Regions from separate parts of the Sus scrofa genome. Here all the other regions are linked to region 1. A link is a contact called in public Hi-C and HiChIP or PLAC-seq data. All regions are on one chromosome and are shown on one strand. The core of a region is the stretch at or near the end of the contact, and the rest is flanking DNA. Distances in the headings are between cores, read along the strand shown. Region 1 holds the start of QKI (QKI, KH domain containing RNA binding). Region 2 overlaps PACRG (parkin coregulated gene protein). Region 3 overlaps QKI (QKI, KH domain containing RNA binding).

Region 1 (4,854 bases), core at 1,185-3,684:
ATGGAACAAACCTTCATTAGAAATAACAATATAATTGGAATTATAGATTTAGAAGATTAGAAATCAAGCCAAAGGTTAGAAACTTTTTAACACAGAACTCCAAATTATCATTTAGAGATTTTAGACGAACTTGGAAGTACAAACGAGAAGGCTTTTAGAAGTAATCAGACAAACTCAAATTATTTACTTCAAATAGTACAAATGAAGTGAAAATATTTCTAAACTTTTTTTATAATCTCCTATGCTGTTTGATTAAATTCAACATATTAATTTAAAGAATGCAATTTAACTCTAACGTAGTCAATTTTCATTTACTATAAAGGATTCCTTCTACACAACTGGGCTTAAGGAAAAAAAAAAATCTTAAAAATTTTTACTACTAGTAAAACTTAACCTTCATCAAAATATGCCCAGAAAAAAATAGCGTATTACTTCAGCAATGTGATAAAATTTTTCCAACAGTTTTAAAGAAAGTGTTTTCAATGTTTTCAAATACATATATGGACACAAAATGACAAAGGAAATGATCTATGATTTAAGTTGCAATATAGGTCAGGTTATTAAGTTATGGTCCACATTTTGCTCCAAACATTTCTCATGTTTAAAAAAAAAATAACTGGCGCCCCTTAGCGCCCACATTTGGAAATACTCAATTTAAGAGTTCCAGCTTTTTTTTTTTTTTTTTTTTTTTTTTTTGACATTCCAGAAAGTTTTCTGCCTCCACAATCTTTCAAATGCCAACACAAATAGGAAAAGCAGAATCCCTTAAAGGGGCAGCTCAAGTTTTCTCCGGAACAATTTGATATTAACAAATTTGCTGTTTCAACTAGGAAAAAGCTCATTTCAAGATGGGCCACAGCTGTATACTTAACACACGTAAGCAAAAAAATGTGTTCGCAGTACGAGTTTGGTTCGTACAAAAAAGTACAAAATCTAACAGTTCTGTACTTTTAAGTTGTTTCTGTGACTTTCAAAACAAGAAAAGCTCCAGGGATTCTTCTTTAACCACCTTTTATCACGGAGACATTTCCGGTCTTTTGTTCTTTCGCGACATCCCAACTCTCTAATGTTCAGATTCCTTTTTCTCCAGCTCTATATGGTTAAAATTCCTCAAAATTCTTGTGAAAAATCTGGAATCCATTGTTCATTGTATAAAATATACTTTTCCGTTTTCGTTTAACAGTCCTCCGGGGATGCTTCTACACAGAAAAGAGAAACTCCTTGCTACTCGACTTTCAAAACAGACATTTTTGTTGGTCATATTTTTCCCTCGGCGTCCACAGACGTGCACAGCGACCAGAAATTAACACTCCGGGTCACTGCTACAAGACCTTGTTAAAGTAATTCCAGAGTGGGTCAAAATTAATCTTCTCGACATTCGTCGCTCCTCACAGCTCTCCACCAACACAGCGTTTTGGCAAACTTTTACTCGTTTTTATCGTCGCCCTTTCAAACGTCTTGATTTCCTGTCTTGCAAACTAAGGCAACGGCGTCCTCGGGAGAAGCTCTCCGCCGAAGTTCTTTGAAACTCGGGATTACGTTTACACTTGTCCTCGCGGTATTTCGCGTTCACACCCCCCCCCGAAGTGAAGTTAAACTCCCCAACAGTTCTCGCTTCCCCAAACAAAAGGACAAAAAGTGCTTTCCGCTGTCATTCGGTCCTCGCCCCGGGCTGAAGCGGCGTTACTCTCGGTCGGCTGTGGAACCCCTCTCAATTAGCGAGCCCACGCTACTCCCCTCGAGTACTCACAAGCCACGCAAACTTCGAAAAACCCAAAGCCCCACGGCATCTCCCAGTGGGGGAAGCGCCGGCGACCCGCGGGAAGGCCCCTCGGGAGCGGCCCCGAGCCGGTGTCCTTCAGGCGCCCGCGGGGCGCGGGGCGGGCAGGCCGGGCCGCTCCCCCGGAGGCCCGCGAGGCTGCGGGCCGTCGCGGTGCTCGCAGGCGCGGCCGGGAGCCGGGGCGCAGCAGGGCCGGCCTGCAGGCTCCCCCAGCGCTCCGACGCCGGCGCCCAGGCCGGCCCGGGCGGGGCGCGGGGGCCGGGACCCGGGGCCCAGGGGCCGGGGGGGGGGGGCGTCCCGCCCGCAGGTCCCGCCCGCGCCCCGGCCCCGGCGCGCCCCGCGAGCCCGGCCTCGGCGCCGCCTCCGTGCGCCCCGCCCGGGCCTCTCCGTCCCCGGGCGCACGGTCCCCGCCGGCCGCGACCTTCCCGCCCTCCCCACTCCGGCGGGCGTCGGGTCCCGGGAAGAGGGGCCGCCGCCCGGGCGCGGGCCCGAGGGGCCGGCGAGGCGACTCACCTTCGTCCAGCAGCCGCTCGAGGTGGTTGAAGATCCCGCAGAAGTTGGGCAGGCTGCTCATGAGCTTCTTGTCGTTCATCAGCTGCATCAGGTAATCTGGGGTGGGCTTCGGCTTCTCCTTCGTTTCCATTTCCCCGACCATATTCCAGGCTCCGCAGCTCACTCCGCCCGCCGCCGCCGCCGGAGAGGAGGGAGGGGCGGGGAGCCCCGGCCGCCGGCCGCTCGGGACTCGGCGTCCCGCTCCGCTCCGCTCCCGCGCCGGGCGCCGGGGCGGCCGGACCGCGCGCTCGCCGCGCTCTCCCCGCCCCCGCAGGCACTTTCCGCCCGCGGCCCGACGCGCTCCCGGCCCGCCGCCGCTCCTCGGCCGCCGGCTCGGCGCGTCCCTCACGAGGCCGGCGGGCGGGAGGCGGGTCTCCGCGGGCCGAGTGCGGGCGCGGGCCGCTCGGCGCCGGACGAGGAGGAGCCGGGCCGCCGCCGCTCGCTCGGCTGGTCGCGCCCGCTCAGCCGCCGCCGCCGCCTCTGCCGCGGGCTCGGGGTCTCTCTGGGCTGGTCCCCGCCGCGGCCGCCTCTGCCGCTGCCGCCGCGCTCTGACTCCGCTCCTCCTCTTCCTCCTCCTCCTCGCCTCCTCCTCCTCCTCACTCACTTGGCGGCGGAGTTCGCCTCAGTTCAGGCGGCGCTGCCAGCGGCGGCGGCGGCGGCGGCGCGGGGGGAGGGGCGGCGGCGCGGGGAGGGCCGGGGGCGGGCGGCGGGCGGGGCCGCGCAGGGCGGCCGTTAGCGGGGCCCGGCCGGCGCGCTCCTCCTCCCGCCGCCGCCGCCCCCCGCAGCCCCCGGCCCAGGCGCCGCCGCCGCCGAGCCGTCGCCCTCCGGCGGGGTGGGCGGCCTGAAGGGCCGGCGGCGGGCAGCGTGACGGAGGCGGCGCGGGGCGAGCCGGCCTGGGCGCCGGGGTGGGCGCCCCGGGCGAGCAGGAGCGGAGGGAGGGGCCGCTGCGGGGCCGACGGACGGGGGAGGGCGCCGGGTGGCTGTGCTTTCGACTGGGGCGGGGGCGCGGGCCGCGTCGCCTCGCGCTCCCCGCTGCCGGCCGGCTCGTCTGGCGGGCGCGGTCGGGCTGTGGCGTTTGGTGAGAGGGATTTCCAGCGGGACGGGCTACGGCGCGCCAGGGCTGCGCTCGCCGCCGCACGGCCCCATCCTCTCCCCCGTTATTATGGTTCTTTAAAAGCCTCCCAACCACCCTCCCCGCCACCCCGAAAAAAAATTTTTTTTAACGTCCTGTTGCTTCACGGGGGACTTTCGGGGTGGGCGTCACGTGGCCCGACACGTAGCCGTAAGGTCCGAGAGCGCGTGCGTGCGTCGAGGCCGGCGGCCACGCCCCTTCCGAGGGTCGCCCCGCCCCCGCTGGGGCCCCGCGAGCGAAGGGGGAGGTGCGGGGCCTGCCGCGCGCCTGCGTGGGGCGGGCGGGGGAGGGGGCGCGCCGGCGGGAAGGGGGAGAGCGAGGATGGGGCCGATCCCCGAGTGTTGGTGCGGAGAGCCCTGTGCGCAGCGGCCGGGCCGTCGGACCCTTGGTGGTGGTGGGGAAGTAGAGGGGTCTTCGCTCCCTGCCCCACGCTGTAACGATTGTGTTGCCCCGAGTCCTCCTGCGCAGGACGTGTTCACGATGGGCTCGGACTGTGGTTGTGTGGTTGGTGGGACCGCACGACGACCCTCATGTCCCCCCGGTCTCCTCCGGCCTCTGGAGCCACACGGCGGGATGGAGCCTGAGGAGCGGCGGGTCCCGCTTGGGCTCCTCTTGCAGCCCCGACGACGTCGCCGTCGCGGTGGCCGCGGGGGTGGGAGCGGCGGTCGCGCTCTGGGGTTGGGGTCCGCTCTGTTGCGACATCCCGCTCTTCTGAGAGCAGCTGCAGTGAGGAGGGCGCACCGGCTGGACCGAGTCGGGAGCAGAACGTGAACGCTGTTTGCGATGTGATGGCATCAGCGCTTCGTGATGGCATCAGTATCCAGTAATAAAAGGCAGCCGCAATAAAGAAGCGAAATAAGGAGCGTGTACCTAGTTGGAGAAGCGAAATAAGGAGCGTGTACCTAGTGGGAAAAGCGAAAGTCAACACTCATATTTGCAAAGTTGAAAAAGAAATCATACGTTGAGCAAGAGTCTTTTCATGCATCAAAATAGATTTCAAATATTGTTTGGGCAAGAATTTTCTGAACCTCAACAATGCAATTACGGTTCAGAAAACTGCTGAATTTTGTCAGCCACCAAATCTGCATCTGCATTTTATTCCAAGCCCTTTATAACACGTTCAACTAATAATAGAGACAAAATTATTTAATATCAAACTGACCATTCCATGAGTGGCACATAGCTGAAATAGCTATCTCATGTCTACAGTGTTTTACCTGTAAGAACTTAAGTTGGCTTTTTGGGGTTTTTGGTAGTTTTGCTTCAGATTCTGAGGAACACTGTTTGAGTTGTATTGAAACTACTAAATGAATTTCAAATATTCTTGAGTGGCAAGTAGCTTCTGGCCTGTTCGTTTAAAAACCATAGAGTACTTTTAAAATTAAGCTAC
Region 2 (4,854 bases), core at 1,572-4,071, 200 kb after region 1:
GTTTTAATTTGAAATAGGGTAGGAATGCTTTCAAAATATAATATGCTGGTATGCTTTCAACCTTTAATAAATGTGAAAACTTAAAAAAAAATTGTCTCCAAGTAAAAGTCATCAAATTTAATAACACTAAATAACAAAACGGAAATTCCTCCGCTGAAAGCCCATGTGTCCAGGTCTGTCTGCAGGGTTTTCCTTCCAGTTCTTAGGGCGACTTCATTTTATGCAGTCTCCGGATTCCTAAGCATTGTCTGCCTCAGAATCCCAAGGGAGAACTGCCTTGTTAATAGTTTTCCATACTTTGTAAGACAATTTAGAGCAATCCAAGCTGAAAAAGGTCAAAGGACTCTGTCCTTGACTCCTGACACATCATCTCAAAAGTTCAACTTAGCCCTTGAAAACAAATCCGGAACAAAACAGAAGCATTTTCCTCTAGGCATCTGAAAGACTGACAATCATTTTTTATCCCCTCAATCTAAGCGAAGCTTAGTGGAAATGGTTAGAGAAGCAAAATATGTTCTATAACTTGATATTCATAAAAATATAAAGTGGCACATTAAGACTTTTTGTAGACTCTACCACCAACTTGAAAAATGAATATTTTAAAATTGCCCTGAAGTTACATGCCAAGTGTGCTAGAAATATATTTTATTTCTTTGTTATAAATATTCATTTGAATTAAAGCCTTCCAATGTCATATCAAGCAAACTGTAAATTTTGAAACTAGGAAAAACAAAGAGTTACTACTTATTGTGTTAAAAAATACTTTTTTTCCTCTCTTACAGGCTTGGGGAATAGGCATGTGAATTATGGGCCAGGAAGAAGTCTTGGGCTTTTAGAAAAATGAAGACCCAGAAGTGGAGAAGTGTGCCCAGTGTTTTCTGCAGCAGGAAATCTAGTGACAGTCACCTGGTGCAGGGAGTTAGAGATGCTGGGGCCCGTCTCCCTCTGACACATGTTTCCAACACACCTGACCTGGGAAGCAGCAGGCATAACCGCTCTCCTAAAAGGTACAAGCATGTACTAAAATAAAATATATTTTCATCAAGTCTAAATATAGCTCCCTATAAGCCGTACATGCCGGAGAAAGCTAGCTTTATATACTGTAATAAAAATGTATTTAAAGTGAAATAAACCCTTTAATTCATGCTCATCTTGAGACATACATACCAAAGTGTAAATGTTTAAAAACAAGGCAATAAAGACATTTTTATGGTTGATAAACTACAAATTTGTCTGGGGAAAAAAAATCATTCAATGTTTGACAAAAGAGCTGTGATAAGAGATAAAGAACACAGTCTTCCCTGTCTAAAGAACCAGAGGGGGAAATACAGCTTGTCCCTAGTCCCACATTTTCAACTATGTGTGCTATGATTACAGTTATAAACAATGGATACTGTGTCAGTGAGGAGAAAAACAAACAATAGGTCTTTTTCTGAAAGTATCTGTAGGAAGAACATACAAAGTAGTCAACAAGGGAACAGAAATAATCCTTGTATTCTTTGTAAAAATAATACTTTAAGATTCATTTGCAAGAATGTTGGTATTCTTTTCCACTGTGCATCTTATTTTCCTTCATTCACTATAGAATTTTTCCCAACTTGCACCTGGTTTGACCAGCAGTCAGCTGGCTTCTGAGGATTCTCCCTTTGCATTCCCTCCAACCCCCAGAGACTGTCTTTGACAGCTGCACAACTGTGCTTTCTTCAGTTATAAATGCAAGCTTGTGACACCCTTTGCTTGATTCAGTTAAAAACCGAGTTAAATGAAATCAATTCAACAAATACTCCCTCAGTGCTTACTGCGCTGAAGGCACTGTTGGTTTGGGAGGGTACAGACGGAGAGGAGTGAGACATAGTCTTCAAGGAGCTTACAGTCTACTTTGGGGTACAAGACGAGCCCAACAGAAGCAAGGCAGAATGTATACTTCATAGGGGAGACAATGATGAAGTGTCACATTAGTTTAGAGGAAAAGGGCTGGATGGGAATGCCGCCGGATAAGAGAAGGGCTCACCTAAGAACAGCCTCCAAGCACCGGGGCTTCTGTGGTTGGAGGCGGGAGCGGGAAGAAGGTGGTCTTCTGTCGACGGACAGAGTGAGAGCAGAGTGTGGAGTGGGAGTCACAGAGGGGTCGTCCAGCATGACTGGAGCCCAGAGTGCCCCTCTGGGGGGCGAAGGATAGGAGAGAGGGTGGCCGTAGAGGCCTCATAGCTGACAGACAGACGCAGCATCTGGAGCTGAGAGGAACCTTCTAAAGGACATGAGTGAGGAGCAGTGACTTCCCACACCTCTTTGTGCCTGCGATGGCACAGAAGGGGGCCGAGGGCAGGGCATGGGACAGAGTGGGGACATGGCTGTCCAGATGGGGAGACACAGGGACCCGAGCCAGGGCTGAGAAAGGACATGGGGGGGGCACCTGGCCAAGGAGGAAGAGGTAGAACAGGACATGGGGCTGAGAAAGGGACTTGACGAGAACCCTTACACACTGGCCCAATTCTCGGTCCCAGCTCTGACACAGATTTTGCTGAGGTTCTAAAACTGAGGGGTGAGTTTGTCCTCATTAACTTTTATTCTTGTTAATACTTTTAACCTTTGAAGTCTAATCAGAAAAAAGCAGAAAATAGATCATTTTACCTCCTCTAAGAAACTAAATTCAGATTTCATAAGGAAGCACATTTTTTCAGAGTCCCTTGTGTTGCTCTGCGGGGCCTTTAGATAATTTCCAGACACACAGTTAACCTTCACAATTACTTCAGTGCATTGGGCTCTTTGCTTAAGAGCCCAAGTGTCCTCCCCTGGGGCCTGTCTGAACACTTGAGTTTATGCAACTCTTTACATCAGTTTGTTCCTTAATCTGTATTTTAGTTTTAGGAACCTCATGTTGCTGGCTGGGTCCCACTTTCACGACTGGGCTCTGAAGAATAAACACCTGTGCAGAGATTGGGACTTCGGGTTTAGTCAAAGAATGTTCATATCTTCATTTGAAATTCTATTTATATTTTATTTAGACAAGTGTTTTGGCTCCTAATAGGCTCCTAATGAGTTGCTGCTGGTAAGGTTTACAGATTAGAAACTTTCTGTTAGGATGGCAATGGGTGGTTTTTCATTTGCCAACTATTGAGAAGAGAAAACTAATTTAATGCAGTCTAAACACAGTTGCATTATTAAGACCTGCATTAGAAACCTACCTTCTTCTATTGTTGATTGACCCTGTCTACTTAGAGGAATCTTTCTTATTTTTGGATTCTGTTATGTCTACTTTATATCAATGAACTGTACTGCCTTTGTAGCGCTACCAGATTGAACTTACAAAAATAAGCGACAGGCCACCTGGGAGTCTGACTGTGTAAGCATTAACCAAGCACGTCCTGGGGACCAGTGCACCAGCATTTATGTAAACCGGGTGTGAATGCAAGCCCTTGTTAGTCGTGGGCTCTGTGCGCAGGGCCCCAGGAACGGCTGACTTTCTTTCGATGCCAATGGCTTGACGGCTGCATTTAAACACACTTTCACAAAACTCATCTATATCTTTTCCCAAAGAAACCAAGATGGAGTTAGCTCGTTGCGGGGCTAGGATGGAAAACTTCCTAGCAGCAAATGAAATGGAATAGCTGCTGTTTCCTGGAAAAAGAACCCAGGAAGGACTAGCAGTCTGTGAACTCAAAGTGTTGACTGAAGTACTTGGCTACAATATATAGCAGGCAAGGACATCCAGTCTTTAAAGGTATCAGATAATAAATGGCAGGGAAAAAAACATCCAGTTCACTTGTTATTCTCCAATATATTATGTAACAAACGCCTAAGCAGCGAGAGACACAGTCTCTTTTTTGCCATTGGTCTATGATGGATTCTTAAAACACCGTGTTAAAAGCTAAATGTTCCCATGTAGAATGGCATTGCCTGAAACCGTAAGTCCTCACTACAGCTATTGTGCATTTGTGAGCAAACTGCTCATCAGTTCATCTCGAGTTGCCTCCTCTTCAACAAAATCATGTTAGACATAGAACTTAGTGGTACAGATGATGCTTTCTTTGATCACACAAAAGGGCTTTATACAAGAATTGTAAATCTCCACTTCAATTTGTTTTGGCAAAATGTTTTCTGTAGTGTCATTCCATTTCACTGTCTTTGACATTTTTTTACAATTATCCTCTCCTATCTCGTTAGACTAAAAGGGGATGGTCTCTACTGTTTCAAAGGAAAGTGTGTTGGTTGCTTACAGGATGAATAAAAATGTAAGAGATGCTTTTCAAGTTCTAGCATACATTCCTCAATTGGTCTTAGTAAATATGGACAATGAATAGCATTTGAAAGATCTTAAGCTTCATGCTTGCTTCACAAAAAGGAATTCTTTCCTCACTACTGAAGGGTATCTGGATGGACAATGACAACTGTTTCCTGGACCTCAGACACAACACAGGAGCAACATACAAAGCTAGACATGAACTGCAGTGCAATTGCAACGATTGAGGGAACAAGACAAAGCATACGAAGGGCTACTTAAAGAAAATAGGGAGGCTGCCTTTTAGAACCATAGAATCAAAGACTCTTCACATTTCCAACCAGATAGGACCTCTGAGCTCACAGGCCCATCCTGTGGTGTGGAAGCCCTGTTTCCCAAGGGAGGGGGCTTTCAGATCTAAGGATTAGTCCCTCGACTCTTACAAGGGGTGGGTGGGGGGGAACACTCAAAAACGGCATCTAATTAGAGTTTTATCAAAGTTGCTTCCAAGAGAGTCCATTAGATGTTCCACTGCAGCTTTAGGGGGTTAAATACATATTCCTTGAAGCAGTTATTAACTAATCATGTTGATCAGGCATAGGTTTCTGGCTTTAGCTGTCATCAAAACAATTTCC
Region 3 (4,854 bases), core at 724-3,223, 140 kb before region 1:
GTCAATATCATGTTTTACTGCTTAGGTGGCAAAGCGAGTAATAAAACTGACAATGGAATTTTGTCATTTAGTACTCATTATTATTCATCTTATGAATGCCAATTAGGTATCTGTATATTTTGCTTTTAATTTTGTCAGTCTAACAAGTATTATAAATAAAAATTTTCCGACACAACAAACACCACATTGCTTTAAAAATGAGAAACAAAATTTTACTGCAGTGCCTCTTGCTGTTTCTAAGCAGTAAACTGGTCCATCACCCCTTTTTCATTTCAGATAGACTAATCTTATGTAAGTATAATTCCATGAGGCAAAATCAGTGAGATCTTGCATTGAGTGCTGGAACAGCAGCTGGTGGCTATGAGTGCCAGCCCTGCAGGAAGCAACAGTCAAACTCCTCGAACAGACGCTGTGCGTGCAGCAGAGAGGAGCTCGGGGGAAAGGAGCAGGCATGGGGCCACAGGACAAGAGTTAACAGAAAGGAAAACGTAAACGGGTTACAGGTTACATGTTATTTTAAAAATGCTTCAAGAAATGTGCAACAGAAACAAGCCCTCATAAACAGTTCTAAAGTATAATTCTGACCTACAATACTTTATACAATGATTTAGCGAGAAACGGAAAACATGTACAGTAAAATGTATTTGCTCATGAAACAGAAGGCACCTGAGTGCATGCACACACACAGATAACATACAGAGCATTGTGGCTTTCTTTAATTGAACAACGAATTTTCAAGTTTAAATCTTAGTGTCCGGGTTCATTAAAGACTTTCAAATTTTTATAAATCAGTATTAATGCTGGAAAAAAAAACCTTGAAAGATCGAAGTCCTAAAAGTCAACAGCATGCACGCAGCACCAAGGTCATACACAATTCAAGAAAAAAGAATTCAAATTTTGTCTGGTAAAACAAGGGCAGCCCGGGAACAGTCTGTCCCACATGGACGGGTCGCGTTAGCACAGCTGCTGTACTCTAGTCCTTCATCCAGCAAGTCAATGGGCTGAAATATCAGGCATGACTGGCATTTCAATCCACTCTATAAAAAAAAGGCATCAGTAATGTCTTTTTCAAGCACACCACTTTTTGTTCATGTAAAACCGAGCGTTTATAGTATGATCTTAATTTTTGCCTCAAATGTGTACTTATCAATTCCATACTGCATTATTAAAATTAAGATGATCTCTTACGTTTAATATTAACAAGGACTTCAAAAGAGAAAAACTGAAAAAAACATGAAGAACGCAACTATTCACCTGATCCCTTTCATATTTAAAGTGATCACAAATATAAGAAAACCACACATAGTAATATCAGTTTTAAAAAGATCTTAAAGCACTTTCACAAAGAAATTTAAAATTTAGCCAACAATTAAATACGTCTCTGAGCCAAAGGAACCTAAAAACTCTGGGTGCTGAAGCTGATGATGGGGATAGGCTGAGGTAGGATCTAAAACTCAGAACAACCCGAGTGATGTCAAATATGAAACGTACTCTCTGTTTAAAATGTTTAGTAAATTTAACCCATCCCAGTGAATTTCAGTTACCAAAGTCAATCTAAATAAATCTAAGGTACAATTATTTTAAGGGAGAACTCTTACAAAGAGGCTGAAATAAAATAAAATTTGGTTTACAGTTTTTCCCAATGGAAACTTGTCTTGCCTCTCTGAAATGGATGCAATCGTTTCAAGTCTGGGGCAGCAAAAGTCATGAAGAAAAATGTTCACCACATACGGAGAAGAACTTACCTAATACACCGCTAGGTTCAATAGGGTACTCAAGGATTGATGTAGCTGGTGCCAACGTGTAGGGGTATTCATAGGGTGTGTAGATTAAACCAGCTTCGGGCCCTGGAGGAACTATTGCAGCAGTTGGGTGAGGAGTTCCGTTTGGCATGACAGCGGTCTGTATCTGTCTGATCAAAGGCATTATGGTAGGGCCAGCTGGCGTAGGAGTGCGCAGGGCAGCTGGTGGGAGAACAGGCGCAGGCCCAGTAATAATCCTTGGAGCAGCCTGGGCTGTTGCTGCAAGAGAAAAGGCAAGGGCTGCTACAGTAAGCAAAGAAATTTAGAAGGAAGTACAGAGATAGCAGTGTAAAATATGAAAAATGAGAGGGAAGTAGGAAAAAGAAAAGAAAAAGCAGAAAAGAAGAAAAATAAAAGGAAATCATTAGTACATGCACTGATCACACAAAAATGCCAAAGCATACCAATCAAATGCAAACAGCTTCCCCTTTCCCAATGTGATTAAGAATAAATGTGCAAAAATTAAAAAGCCACTGGGGGAAAAAAAGAATGAGACCATTAAAACAGGTTATATTTAATTCATGTATTTGATATATCTATGCTTTTAAGATCTCATGAGACTAAAGGTGCATGCAGAAGCACAAGAAAACACCTGCATTAAAAGATGTTAAAAAATACTTTGTAATTGGAGTCCACAGAAATACAGTTTTTTGATACATTTCTAAAGGGTAGCTTCAGTTTCAAATTAAGGAAAGAATAAATTTCATTGTATCAAGTTAGTCAAGTAACCAACAGTTACTAATTTCCTGTATCTGTAGGAAGTCCCTTCACAGGAAAAAATACAAAAATGCTGCACTCCCAAACACATGATTGTTAATGATATACTCATTTTTGTGAGTAAATTAATGACAACCATTTGCAAAAGTGACCTCTTCTAAACCCACTAGGTTGCCTACATTTTGTAGAGTTGGCTATGCCTTTAAAATTCTATTTCTTAAAAAAAAAAAAAAAAAAAATTAAATGCTATCATACTCATATGAATGCTATGTAAAACTTAGATTGCCTCAAAATATAAATTTCACATTATTTCATTAAATATAGAAAAAGCAATCCTCATAGTTTATGAAAGCATGCAAAATACATATAAAGGGGAAAACAGGATTAAAATAGTATCTAAGATACTGCTCTCTGTGAACTCACATATGAAATCAATAGAGAAAAAAATTACTAGAGGGAAAAACATGCAAGCAAAGTGAAAGAACAGAATTCAACAGAAGAATCACTGCATTCAGATAACATTCCAAAATAGCTTTTATTCAAAAATTGTTTTCAAAAAACTTCTGTCCTTTGCATAAATGAAATAAGTTGGAAGTCTTAAATCTGTAGTTAACAGTAAAATTTTATGAAACTCTTCAATTTAGAAGTTGAAATTTCATCAAAAGAATAAAAGTTTATAAACTTAAAACTTAAGCATGCTGGCATAAAACAGAGAGTCCTCAATTCTTGAAAGCAGTAAAAATGGGACAGTTAGCCACATATCAAATAACAATTAATTCAACTCTTCACTTTTAACTGTTCATGTATTGTCCTGCCAATAAAGAGATAGGTATGTGGACAAAACAGCTGAGACGGTGTGTAGCCCTGGGCCTCAGTATCATCCTTACGTGATTTAATGTTGGCATCTCTGTAGGTGCCATTGAGAATCGCAAGCTCCATCAGCTGCATCTTCTTCAGGCTGTCTTCTCCCTCTGCCTACACGTGGAAAATACAAAAGCATTAAGCACTTGAAATGGTCCATATACATTACAGCCATATCTACACAAACTTTAAAATAGGTATCATGTAACTATGACTATAGCCACCTGTTTCAATCAGAGGAAAAAAAAAAAAAAAAAGATCAGGGAACCAGAAGGTACTTCATGCTGAAGCCCACTCTAATGGCATGCTGATACACAGGGTACTCTTGACTGACACCAGTTAGTTATGTTTCTATTCAGACATTTCTTGCATAAGCAACATTGATTTATTAATGTTCTCCTAAAAAGCTTTGCTATTAAATGGAATGAATGAAAATGTTAGATGAATACAGTATAGTATCTACAGCACCTATCATTTTGTTGAAGATGCCAAAACTCACATGTATTCATTAAAAAACAAAAACCAAAAAACAAACAAACAAAAAACCAAAAGCAACAAAAACTGGGACTTCAATCATGTAAAATTTGTCTATCTCACTCTTTTTATGGCCAGACCTATGGCATATAGAAGCTCCCAGGCTAGGGTCCGTCCAATTGGAACTGCAACTGATGGTCTATGGCACAGCCATGGCAATAGCCAGATCGGAGCTGCATCTGTGACCAACACTGCAGCTTTTGGCAATGCTGGATCCTTAATCCACTGAGCAAGGCCAGGGACTGAACCTGCATCCTCACAGACACTATTTGGGTTCTTAACCCACTGAGCCTCAAGGGGAACTCCTAAACATGTAAAATTTGGTTGTGGTATTCAGGTACGGAAATGTTTATTTAATTCTCCAAAAAAGGAAAATGTAATGAAATCATTAAGAATTTCTAAAATTTGTGTAATATATTCTGGTTTCTTATGCCAACATCCTTCTCCCTTCTCAATTACCAAGTGCTATCAGTTCTAAAGCAAATCCATCTTTAAGGTCATCATGGGATGTACTGATCAAACCAAGAAAAATGTAATAGCAAAAAGGGGCACTATTAGTAATTATGCTACGACAACAGGCAAAACCCAAGGACTGTCTGATGACTGAAACGTCTGGCCATTTCACTTACCTGGGGTTTGTCCCACCCTCTCCATTTACTCTTGTCACCCTTGCTCCAATATCTGTGAATAGTGGCCAGATTAACTGCCCCAAACACAACTTTCATCTTAATGTTTCTTAATATTCTCATGTCACAAAACCCTTCATGGTCTCTTCCTATCTAAAAAAAATAATAATACATTTAAGCTACCTATGATCTGGCCCCAAATTATCTTCTCAAGTTAAACCAGTTAATCTCCTACTATTTTTTACACATATAAGTCAAACCAAATCACTCCTTGTTATCTCTGTCATATTCCTATTTCCTCCATCCTGTACGCT

The links. A called contact is a pair of places that touch in the nucleus more often than the background predicts. HiChIP or PLAC-seq counts read pairs in DNA pulled down with a chosen protein or histone mark.
Region 2: a contact with region 1 is called in an H3K27ac HiChIP or PLAC-seq map of alveolar macrophages, with 8 times the contacts expected there. The contact joins the enhancer-like site here to the promoter of QKI in region 1. A contact is called at or near these places in 1 of 5 promoter capture datasets (liver), 14 of 47 Hi-C or Micro-C datasets (brain, embryonic fibroblasts, fetal heart ventricle and 9 more) and 2 of 2 datasets of contacts at active chromatin or transcription factors (alveolar macrophages and skeletal muscle).
Region 3: a Hi-C map of skeletal muscle shows a contact between it and region 1, with 2.4 times the contacts expected there. The contact joins the enhancer-like site here to the promoter of QKI in region 1. A contact is called at or near these places in 11 of 47 Hi-C or Micro-C datasets (embryonic fibroblasts, fetal heart ventricle, fetal skeletal muscle and 4 more) and 2 of 2 datasets of contacts at active chromatin or transcription factors (alveolar macrophages and skeletal muscle).

What each region holds. Positions count from the first base shown.
Region 1 is chr1:4,880,807-4,885,660 of Sscrofa11.1, forward strand. QKI (QKI, KH domain containing RNA binding) reads right to left here and starts at 2,435. Exons shown (of 8, transcript NM_001007195.1): 1 at 2,294-2,435. The coding sequence starts at 2,435.
Region 2 is chr1:5,078,445-5,083,298 of Sscrofa11.1, forward strand. The region is part of intron 4 of PACRG (parkin coregulated gene protein); the gene reads right to left. LOC106508449 (a long non-coding RNA gene) reads left to right here. Exons shown (of 3, transcript XR_001305307.2): 3 at 783-4,854. Among named protein-coding and RNA genes, the nearest start is that of QKI, 200 kb to the left of the region's middle. Within about 2 kb of position 2,822, at least 9 of the 83 cell types and tissues checked have an H3K27ac peak or open chromatin away from gene starts, as enhancers often do. A contact at or near this core is called in alveolar macrophages and brain, where this site is marked.
Region 3 is chr1:4,743,563-4,748,416 of Sscrofa11.1, forward strand. QKI (QKI, KH domain containing RNA binding) reads right to left here. Exons shown (of 8, transcript NM_001007195.1): 5 at 3,407-3,494; 6 at 1,746-2,045. Among named protein-coding and RNA genes, the nearest start is that of QKI, 140 kb to the right of the region's middle. Within about 2 kb of position 1,974, at least 5 of the 83 cell types and tissues checked have an H3K27ac peak or open chromatin away from gene starts, as enhancers often do. A contact at or near this core is called in fetal skeletal muscle and skeletal muscle, where this site is marked.